3 separate regions of the Zea mays genome follow, and regions 2 and 3 are each linked to region 1. The links are chromatin contacts, called in public Hi-C maps. All regions are on one chromosome and are shown on one strand. The core of a region is the stretch at or near the end of the contact, and the rest is flanking DNA. Distances in the headings are between cores, read along the strand shown.

Region 1 (3,637 bases), core at 758-3,257:
TTCTTCTGCAAACATCCACCCATACCCATCGTCGCCCTTGCTTGGTCTGGTGGTGCTTGCAAACTCGTCTCTCCCAACCCAAAGCAGAGAGTAATCACCGTACCATTACTACTAGCAACATCAGCAGCCGAACGGATGCGGAGCTGTTAGTCTGCAATGCCACGGGCACCAGTTCAATGGTGGATCGCCATTCTCCTCCTCTCTCAGGCTCAGGCCATGTTCTGTTCTCGATGATTTAACTCGGGCTCTAAAGCTAAACTACGCGCGGGCACGGCTTCACCGCCGCCGGGGCTCTCGTCCTTTGACCGCCTCCGCCCTCCTGTACACCGCCGCCTGGCCGGCCCGGGCCGGCCCCCCCATCACGCCGCGCCGACGCCGAGGAAGTCGAAGAAGGGCAGCGAGACCTTGTCGTCGGAGCGCGCCGTCGCCGGCGGCGCGGAGAAGGCGGAGCGCGCGCTCGGTGCGAACGCCGCGGCGCGCGGGGCCACGTCGTAGCCTGCGGAGGAAGGAACGGACGGACGCACGCACGCCACGGCAGGCGGTCAGTTCGGGGGGAAAAAACACGACATGGGAGTGAGACGACGACGGCCGAGGCCCGTGCCGTTGTACGTACCACTCTGGTAGAAGCAGGGGGCGGCGGAGGCGAGGGAAAGGTCGGTGGTGCACGTGGAGGCGGTCTCGTCGGACTCGCCGCCGCTGTGCGCGCGGGTGTCCGCCGCGGCCGCCGTGTACTGCGTGTGGGCGTCGGCGGCGTGCAACGGCGGCATGGGAGGGGAGCCGCCGGCGTAGTGGTGGTGGTGGTGGAGGACGACGACGGGCGCCAGGTGCGGCGCCGGCGCCGGCGCCGGCGAGGGCGAGGTCGAGGAGGGCTTGCGGCGGCGGAGCGCGCCCGAGTGCTCCCGCTGCCTGCGCGCCATGAGGACGTGCCAGTGGTTCTTGACGGCGTTGTCGGTGCGGCCCGGGAAGAGGCGCGCGATGAGAGCCCACTTGTTGCCGTACGCGCGGTGCGCCGCCAGGAGCCGCTCCTCCTCCTCCTCCGAGAAGGCGCGCCGGTTGATCCGCGGGTCCAGCTGGTTGAACCACCGCAGGCGGCAGCTCTTCCCTGCGCGCGCGGTTCCATTCCATTTCCATCAGACGACAGAGAGAGAGAGGGAGAGAGAGAGAGAGAGAAAGGCGCGCAATCACCGGCCGTCAGGAACACGAAGCAAGCAGGCGCATCCGCATTGCGGTGCGTAGTGGCTGGCATTACCTGATCTGCCGTCCAGCCTCTCGGCGATGAGGTTCCAGTTCTGGGGCCCAAACTGAGCGACGAGCTCCTTGAGCTTGGCGTCCTCGGCGGGGCGCCAGTGGCCCCTGGCGCACAGCTTCCCCTGGCCGGCGCCGCCGTGGCCACGGCCGTCACCGCTGCCCTCGTCGACATCGTCCACGTGGTACACCTCCTCGGCGGCGTCCTGATGCTGCTCCTCCTCGTGGCGGAACGAAGCGAGAGCCGGCGGCGGTGCAGCACCGAAGAAGGCGGCCATCTTGTCCGGGTCCGACCGAGGCGGCTTCCAGGAGAGAAGATGGGGAAGGGAGACGGAGGGGAGGGGAGGAGAAGAGAGGGAAAGGGACAAGCCTTAGTTCTTGCTGCTGCAAAGGAAGGAAGGGAAGTGGGCTAATATAGGAGGAGGAGGAGGCGGCGGCGCGGCGGCGGGCTAATTGATCGCAACTAAACAAGCACAAAATAAGTGCTTCCTTGTTTGAGTTTTACTAACAAATTAGTATCCCCCTTCTCTGCTCTATATACAGTAGGTCTCTTGTTGATTGATTGATGGGTAACCTCCTCGTTCTCTCCCTCTCTCTTTCTACCCTGGATGGGTTTTGGATGCCTGCCTTTTTCGAGTGGGAGATGCGATTGGTTTGGTTTGGTTGGGCTTTCAGGCGGCTTCCCTTCCCTTCCCTTGCTTTGAGATCGATGGCAGCAGAAGGGTAGAGAGGAGAGAGACTGCGCGTTGTTCTTGTTCTTGTGTCATCCTTGCAGACTGCATCCAGAATTCCAGATAGAAAGAGAGAGGAGGAGGGAGAGAATTTGCACAGATTTGTTTTTGTTGTTTTTTTTTTCTTTGGGTACAGGTTCAGAGGCCGCCCGTGTGGGTTTGGGGAGTCCAACCCCGGCCACTACCAGCCTGGGGTAGAACCTCTGTCCCCTGCCGGCCTTGACAAAACCCATCACATTCGCAGGCGCCCTCGTCTCTATGCGCACCCACCCTAAACCCCCACCCCACCCCACCCCACCCCCACCCCATTTCCCTTCTACACATCCTGCTTCCAACCCACATCGATCCTCTACCCGCCCTTGTCATTATTAGCACCGTGACATAAAAATGATGCTGCTACTAGCATCCGAGGACGGGGCATGAGTTGTGTGCGCAAAACATTCCAGATCTCTCTTTCCAAATTATACAAAAGCTGAGCACAGTACACCCTCAAATTGTTCATGAAAAAAAATCAGAAATAAATAGAGTTCAATGTTCTATCCAGATTCTTCCATCTCCCTCTTTTCTTTTTTCTGTGGCTTTCTTCGGTGCAATCGATGCTCAGATGCACCGAGCTTTAAGGCAGACTGCAGTTCATCTTTACTATATTAAAACAACAATTTCAATGATCATGCTGCGTCATTTTTATATAAATAACCCCTTTTATTTATTTGAAATCAAGTGTAATACCCACTTTGTAAGTGATAATATAAAAGGAGAAAAATATATTTCCTTTATTTATATGTGTAGTATCTATTTACCATCACATGTGAACACCATATTTAAAAAAATCAATAATTAATAAAAGACATACCACAAAAATATGCATCATGTTGGGTCTTTATTTTGTGTGCACCTTGTGGCAACATAAAAATAATATGACAAGAAAAATGTTTGGAATTTAAGATCTAAAAGAAATTCTAGAATTGAGAAAAGAGAAGGAAAACACCATACAAATAGGATAAAATAAAAATATAAATGAATTAAAAAATCAGTCCATATTGTTATGTGAATATATACATTTAATATGAACTTCACACACATAGATTTAAATGTGAAATTTTAAATTTGGAAAGAGAAGAGAAGAGAGAAGAAAAGAAAATACCAAAAGAAAAGAAAAGAAAAGGAAATAAGAAATGGAGAAACTCCGCTCGGGCCGAATTCAGTCCGCCTGGCCCACAAATGAATTCCGTGCAGCCCATCCCGCCCGCGTGCGCCTGCCAACTGGCGGTTTGGGCCCACCGGTCGAAATCGGGATGTCACGCCAGCGGGTCACTGCCGCGCGGGACCCGTTTGTCAGAAGCTGTTCCTCGGGAGCGTGGACTCAGCTATTGTTCCTCTTCTCCGCCAAAATCGCGCGCCGCGTGCCCCACCATCTCTGCGCGCGCAACGGCTTGGGCGAAACTTCCTCGCTGCGTGCCTCGACCTGGGTATAAGGACCTCGGGCGCGTCCGCCTTCTCCAACCTATCTTCACGCGAGAATCGTTGACCACCACGAACAGTGAGAGAATTGGGGGAGCCCGCCGCCGCCGAGTGACTTCATCGCGCCGCCGCCATCCGAGCTTCTTCACGCCTACTCTCGGCTGTTGGGCGGGACCATAGGGGCATGTGCGAGCGCTCAA
Region 2 (3,660 bases), core at 3-2,502, 94 kb after region 1:
TGATGCTATCTAGTACGTACTGTATATGCTTAGTAGCTAGCCAGTTAGCTACTACTAGCTAGTGTTTATAGTATTAGGCCATGCTTTTGGTTCTATCTATATGCTTACAGAGAGAGAGAGAGAGATTCTTCTGCTTCGGTATTCATTTTCCTACTGCCCTTTCTCAGCTTGTTCATCATACCGAATCTTGTATTTGTACTCTGCTACTACTACTACAACTACAACAGTAGTTTACTACTCCCTCTTTTCTTCTTAAGGCGCCGGTGGGTCGTAAAACAAATTGATTCGTGTATGTGTATGTCAGTATGTGTAGCAACGGGGTAAAACTTTGACCCCAGGAAAAAGGGGCGGCCTAACCCACCCTCATCTGGGGAGGTTGGAATATATTGGATCACGCACCGCCCCTCCCCCTGCTGCGTCGTCCGTGGCGTGGCTGCCATTCATACACGAATTCCACCGCCGCCACCAGCAGCAGCAGCAGTAGCCCTGGGCGAAAGGCGGGCAGGCGTAGCGCAAAAACGCATGCACAAGGAACAATTCGTGTCGCGTACTACTACGAGTACAGTGCTTGTGGATGATGGATGGTAGTATAGGAGAGTACTCTTGTGGTTAAAGATTTGTGGCAGGGGCTAGCTGGAGTTTTTGGCACAGGGGGGCTAGCAAAGCTGCCATGAGATGAGAAAGAGGGGTGGGTGGGTGGGTGGGTCAGTCAGTCAGAGAGCACTATTTATTCTCTCTCTCTCTCTCTCTCTCTCTCTCTCTCTCTCTCTCTCTCTCTCTCTCTCTCTCTCTCTCTCTCTCTCTGTGTGTGTGTGTGTGTGAATTATTGCGGGTGTCAGGGAGACAGCAAAGCATGTTGTTCCCTCCTTTCCCCTCAACTGTTGTTCGCTTCTGTTTTGCCTTTGCACACTGCATCCCCCCTTCTATCTATGCCTGCCTGTTTCTGTTTCCCACTACACCCCATCCCCTTCTCTTTCTGATTTTTTTCCAACAGAAATAAAAAAAAAAAGTCTCAACTCTCCACCGCTGCTGCGCTGCACCAGCAGCAGTACACTACAGGCCCACCGACCAGCACCGTCGCGCACGTCCCATTGTAACGGCCCGCCCGAGAGAGAGAGAGAGAGAGAGAGAAAGGTGCAAGGCGACAAGGCAGAGTCCGGCCGTGCGACCGTGCCGAGGGGCCAGGGGCAGGGCCACCCACCTGACACCTCCTCCACCTCTGCACACGGACACGCACACGCTCACGCTCACTCGCTCTCGATAACCGCGGACGCGCCAGCACGTGCGGCCGGCCACCACTGGCACTGGCACGCACGACCTGACACGACGATGGGAAGACTGCTCCAGACCCACCACCCCTCACTCAATTTGTCGCCTAGCCTGCGGGACAGCAGGGCCCGAGGCCACACGTGCGGCCGGGGACGCGTGGACGGCTCGATGCGACGCATGTTGGTGCCGCATGGTCCGGGTCTGTACGACAAGCCAGGCGCCAGCCAGCCAAGCACACCAACGCACGCGCGCGACGGGGATCGGGATCGCGATCGCGAGTCGCGACACGGCCGCCGCTTAGCTGATTATTGCCTACTAATTCTAGGGGTTTTTGGTATATATATATATATATATATATATATATATATATATATATATATATATATATATATATATATATATATATATATATATATATATATATATATATATATATATATATATGGGGTACCATACCACTGCTGGTGGAGTTTAGTAGTATATCTCATTATATAGTCTAATCGGATCAACCGGACCCGTTAGCTTAATATTGTGGCTGCACTGCTAGCTATATATCTGTTACCTAGCTGATTTCACTAGCATTTTTTTTACCTACCTAACTATTACCTAGCTCTCGTAGTCTCATGCATTGAAGCACCTTTTAGTTGGCTAAAAAAATACTACTGAAATTAGCTAGCTAGCTATATATTAGTTGGATTGTTTGGATGTATTCAATTAATTTTAGCCGCTAACTATTAGTTCCAATGCATTCAAAGCCTTTAGTGCTTGCATTGTTGGCTTCCAGCTTATTGCGTGATCTTCTTTTCTTCCCTCCCCCCTCCAACTATTTTGCAAATTGGCCCTTTTCGGGGTTTTTTTTTGCACAATTATACCTCAGGCAGTTTTTATTTCAAAAAATGGACCCTATGCTCGGCGCCATTATCATTGGCACCGAGCCTGTGTGTGCCGGTGCCAATATTATTGGCGTGCATACGTCAGATGGAGGTATGACCTAGAATCTACATGGCACTTACCTTGGCGCCATAGATCTTGGCGCCGAGGTAGGCGACTGGTCAACGACACCTACCTCGGCGCCAAGATCTATGGCGCCGAGGTAAGTGCCTATAAATAGGACCCTACGTCTGACTGGTTGGTGTGCTCATTCCAATTCTTCGAAACTAGAGATATCAGCCTGATTTATAGGATGTCTAGGCGTGGTAAATCTGCTAAACAAAGGTAAGTTTTGGATCTGTCTCTTATTTTGTGAGTCTATTATATTTGTGATTGTTATAAAGCTTATGGAAATTTAGGAAGGGTCCTTTGACCGGAACTGCCTTCGACCCGCTGCCTTTGCCAAGTGGTGTTCCAGTGCCTATGTGTTTTTGTGGTGATCCTTGTAAGGTTGATAAGTCTGAGGATCATGACACCTATCGACAGAGGTATTGGATGTGTGCTAACTTTGCATTTGAGCCAACTATTGTTCAACGTCGAATGAATTTAATGGTGAGAATAGTCTCGCGGACGTCGGGAGGGGCGGGGCGGGGTCGGCCGGCGGGGAGCCGGGCGCGGCCGGGGCGGGGTGGTGGAGCGCTGGCCGGGGGAGGGGCGCGGCCGCCGTGGAGCAGGGGGCAGCGCGGGCGGGTCGGCGCCGACGAACGGGGGAGGCGCGCGGGCTCCGGTGGGCGCGAGGGCGCAGGGCGGCGCGGCGTCGACGGGTGCGAGGGGCAGGGCGGCGAGACACGGCGGCGCGGGCAGAAAAATGGGGATAGACTCTGGCGGCTGCAGAATAAAGGGAGTCGGCGCCAAGATCTGTGGCGCCGACCCCCTGACACGTGTTCTGCCGATGCCATGGAGGTCGCCGCCAAGATCTATGGCGCTGACCTCCCTGACACGTCACAGCCAGCTCGGCCTCCACGTCAGGCAGACAGGCGCCAAAAATATTGGCGCCGGCACACAGAGGCTAGGCGCCAATGATGATGGCGCCGAGCATAGGATCCATTTTTTGAAATGAAACTGCCAGAGCATAACTATGCAAAAAAAACCCAAAAAGGGCCAATTTGCAAAAAAAAAAGTTGCCCCCCCCCCCCCTAAGCGATACTTTCTTAGCTACACACGCACGTAACGTATATATGTGGCAGTACGACGACGACGACATTTTTCTACAATGACAATGATGCTTCACTCACGTACGTGTACGTCAATTCTCCCACTCTCACACCAACGTCACTTTCAACCCAGACAAAGCAAACCTAATTTGGACGTACACGTACGTGCACGCATATACGCCAAATGCTTTATTTTCTCTCTGCAGAGGCTTCATTAGCTCATCATGATGAATGTACTCGGTCGTTTGGAGACGAGAAAAAAGGCAGTCGGTGTTTCGGAAGGTTAATTGCGTCGATCGGGGTCGCA
Region 3 (3,506 bases), core at 791-3,290, 130 kb before region 1:
TTCCCAGTCGTGCATGGATCTTAAATTAGGTGAGGCATGCCATGCTCGGTGTTTCTGCCGATCACGATTTTTCGTGAGCTTAGATGTTGATCGTGGAAACTCAATCTGGTAGCTGTACAGATTACAGAGTGCATCATTTCGTGCACATGCAAAGCAGAGGATGTAGATTAGTTTGTAGGATCTGCCAGGTTCAGATACTTGGATGATATTTGCACCAACAACATAGGAGTAGTTCTCGTGTGCATGCGAGCAGACTGTACAGATTAGTAGGTCTTGGAATCTAGTCATGTGCAAAATAGATCTTGTATAAGAAAATCGGTTAAATGGATTGCCAGAGTCACTCATCAAATATGAGTGTGTGCTGTTGCAATGGTCATTGTACTAGTTCTGCTCAGTGTTGTATTTCTCGCTCGGTTTCTTGGCAAATTTCTCGTTCTCGGTAGTAGACGAGAAACGAAATTCGCTCTGGTTTCAGAGGTATTTCAGTTTGAAATCTAAAAATATAAAAGTCAAAATTTGGTCAACAAAACGGTTTTCGAAAATTGCAAAACGAGAATATAATCCCTTGTTCTGCTACATAAGACAATACATACTTCAGAGATAAGGTTTGTGATATGTTTCCTTCTTATATCACTTTAAAAAAAACAGCATACCATATCCAATAGTGTCCCTTCTTTGTCACTGTCACTAAGAAAACCTGTACATTAACAGGTTTTAGATATGGATGTTTCTGTACTGAATTACTTGAATTTTGAAATGACAGCACCCACAGCAAAAGTGCTTTTTGAGGTGCTTTTCTGTTCTACTTCGTTTTAGTAAAATTTATGGTGTTATACTAATCTAACATCCAAGTAACTCTTCTGTTCTGTTCTTTTCGTTTTTGCTTACAATAGTATATTTGCTCGTGCTGCACAAGAGTGTGATGAGGTACTGCTATATAGTCAGCTTCTGTTTACTGGAAGGAATTCCTATTAAGTTACAAAGACAACCATTCACTGACATTTTCTGTCTGTACAGGATCCTGCTTTGCATCTCAGGTTCCTCGCCAATGTACGCTGAGCTATATATCACTACTGGAGTACAATCTACTCTTAGTCTCTTACCCTCCATCACTAATAACTGCATCGGCTATTTTATTGGCAAGATTTATACTACAGCCAGTAAAGTGTCCTTCGGTTCCATCTCTATAGCAGTTGCCTAGTGAAATCTCTTGCGACCTAACTAACACCTTCTCTATAGCAGTTACTTACTGGATTCTTCTTTACGTTGCTCAAATGCCCAGTGCAGAGCACAGCACAACTATGCAGGCGGTTAGTTTATGCAAGTGCTGATGACCCAGGTTATTTCAGGTGATTACAAGAGTGTAGATTCTAGATCAACGTTTGGGCCATGTGATTTTCTTTTCCTGCTTCCAATCTTTCTGTATATAGACCCATGTTTCCAGGCACTACTTGTACGTTAACTGAAGAAATTTCGGACCAGTTTGGTAGAGCATGTGTATATATGAGAAGACAATAGACTAAGTTCATAGTAGGTTGCAATCTCTAGTTCAGTGCATTATGCATGTTAAATCTGGATGATGAAGCCTTATTAATCCCTTTGTGCTCTGATCGAATTTAATTTTTCTAAGGAATGGTACATACCTTTTTTGATCAAAATATTTCAAGCACAGTAAAAACAGGTAGAGATTTAAATCAGTACAAAGCATTGTGTTGGAGCTCTTGACTCATTAGCATGCAAACCGCCGTGTCATCTCAGAGTTTCTTTCTAGAATTTCATTTGCAAAATTCCAGTGGTTGGTTCTTCAACTACTGGTGGCTTGGACACATAAAGTTGTTGTCCTGTCCTCGCCGACGACGACTCGCCTGTTCTATATGGCTTTAATCTAATTGTTCAGACTGCTGCAGCTATAATTTATAAAGACAAAATACTATAGAAAACGTAGAATCGCCGCAGCGAACATGACTGTCTACAATGCAAGTGCCAATATATTATATCAGTATCAGAGTATCATTGTCAGTGTGGAACGCACCATACGCCACATAGTCCAAGAGCGTGCGTCGATGTGCTCGACTTTTTCCAGCCAGTTACGTTGCTGACAAAACCCATCCGTGAGCTATCATTTTATATTTTGGTTCATCAGTGGCGAAGTTCTGCCAACCCAACAGTTTGTTTACTACTCTCTCCGTTTCTTTTTATTTATCGCTGGATAGTGCAATTTTACACTATCCAGCGACAAATAAAAAGAAACGGAGGGAGTACATCGTCGTCGAACGATCGACTTCTGTTCTGGAAACGAAAGTGACAGTGACAGTGACAGGCACTGTGTATCGATTCGATCGTAATGGACTTGTCTTTGAGTTCGCCATGCATGCAGAACTTATCTGTTCTGGAAACGAAAGTGAGACCCCGTAATCAACTCATACTCTGGTGATCTGGTCGGTGTCTAGATGCTATTTGTTGTGACCGACAACCGTTACCATCCATGCATGAAGGCTCAACAAACTAGCTTGGTCTTATCTGTTGATGCTCCTCGCTTTGGAACTAGCTAGCTTAATTATGTAGCCAGTAGATCATTAATTGCACGTAATAACTTTTTTGGTAGCATCTCAAGTTTAATTAAAATTATTTTAAAAATACAAAAATATGACAAATATATATATATATATATATATATACTACAAAATATAATTAATAAAATATTACTAATACTTATTTTATAACTAAATACTGTTATTTTATTATATAAATTTGATCAAACTAAGATACTTTGACCCTACCAGAAAATAAGAATCATCTATATTATTAAAAGGAGGACCGATATAATAATCTGGTCTCCGGAATGAAAAGGGGCCCATTTGCATGTCGTTAGAATCTGATCCTCAATGCATTGCGCGAACTAATAACGACAAGCGTTTGCGTTAACCACGCGCCTAATCGCCACTATAGTATTTTCTAAGCTGGAGCGGCACATTACCTAGAGCCAAGAACATTTAGGGCCGTCCTACATTAATATAAACATGCATATATATTAGGTAGAGGGCACAAATTATTAGTTTATTCAGTGTTTCCACTACTACATTGTTGATCACTTGTTTTTGATATCTTTGGGATATCAAAAAATAAAACAACACAAGTTAAAAAAATTATAGATGTCGACGTTCCGAGACCGGGGGTCCCTGAGCCGACGAGTGAATGTCGTCGCGTGCCCCAGCGTAGATGGGTCGAGCGCAAGGGCGAGCGCGAAGGGGGGAGAGCGAGGCGGCCGGAGACCAACGTGAGAGAGGTGGGAATCCCGCGGCCTTCGTGTTCGTCCCGCGCCCAGGTCGGGTGCGCTTGCAGTAGGGGGTTACAAGCGTCCACGCGGGAGAGGGAGCGAGCGGCTTCAAGCGAGCGCCTGTCTCGCCCTCGTCCCCGCGTGGCCGACCCTCTCTAAGAGGGCCCTGGTCCTTCCTTTTATAGGCGTAAGGAGAGGATCCAGGTGTACAACGGGGGGTATAGCAGAG

The links. A called contact is a pair of places that touch in the nucleus more often than the background predicts.
Region 2: a contact with region 1 is called in a Hi-C map of bundle sheath, with 2.5 times the contacts expected there. The contact joins the enhancer-like site here to the promoter of LOC100501819 in region 1. A contact is called at or near these places in 7 of 25 Hi-C or Micro-C datasets (bundle sheath, ear, leaf and 2 more) and 1 of 3 datasets of contacts at active chromatin or transcription factors (leaf).
Region 3: a Hi-C map of leaf shows a contact between it and region 1, with 3 times the contacts expected there. The contact joins the enhancer-like site here to the promoter of LOC100501819 in region 1. A contact is called at or near these places in 7 of 25 Hi-C or Micro-C datasets (ear, endosperm, leaf and 1 more) and 1 of 3 datasets of contacts at active chromatin or transcription factors (leaf).

Annotation. Positions count from the first base shown.
Region 1 is chr8:3,090,886-3,094,522 of Zm-B73-REFERENCE-NAM-5.0, reverse strand. It overlaps LOC100501819, which reads right to left and starts at 2,007. Exons shown (of 3, transcript NM_001357723.1): 1 at 1,250-2,007; 2 at 614-1,102; 3 at 1-496. The coding sequence starts at 1,523. The coding sequence ends at 360.
Region 2 is chr8:2,995,918-2,999,577 of Zm-B73-REFERENCE-NAM-5.0, reverse strand. No RefSeq gene overlaps it. Among protein-coding and RNA genes, the nearest start is that of LOC100501819, 95 kb to the left of the region's middle. Within about 2 kb of position 1,252, at least 19 of the 20 cell types and tissues checked have an H3K27ac peak or open chromatin away from gene starts, as enhancers often do. A contact at or near this core is called in bundle sheath, ear, leaf and 2 more, where this site is marked.
Region 3 is chr8:3,216,170-3,219,675 of Zm-B73-REFERENCE-NAM-5.0, reverse strand. No RefSeq gene overlaps it. Among protein-coding and RNA genes, the nearest start is that of LOC100278151, 29 kb to the left of the region's middle. Within about 2 kb of position 2,040, at least 6 of the 20 cell types and tissues checked have an H3K27ac peak or open chromatin away from gene starts, as enhancers often do. A contact at or near this core is called in leaf, where this site is marked.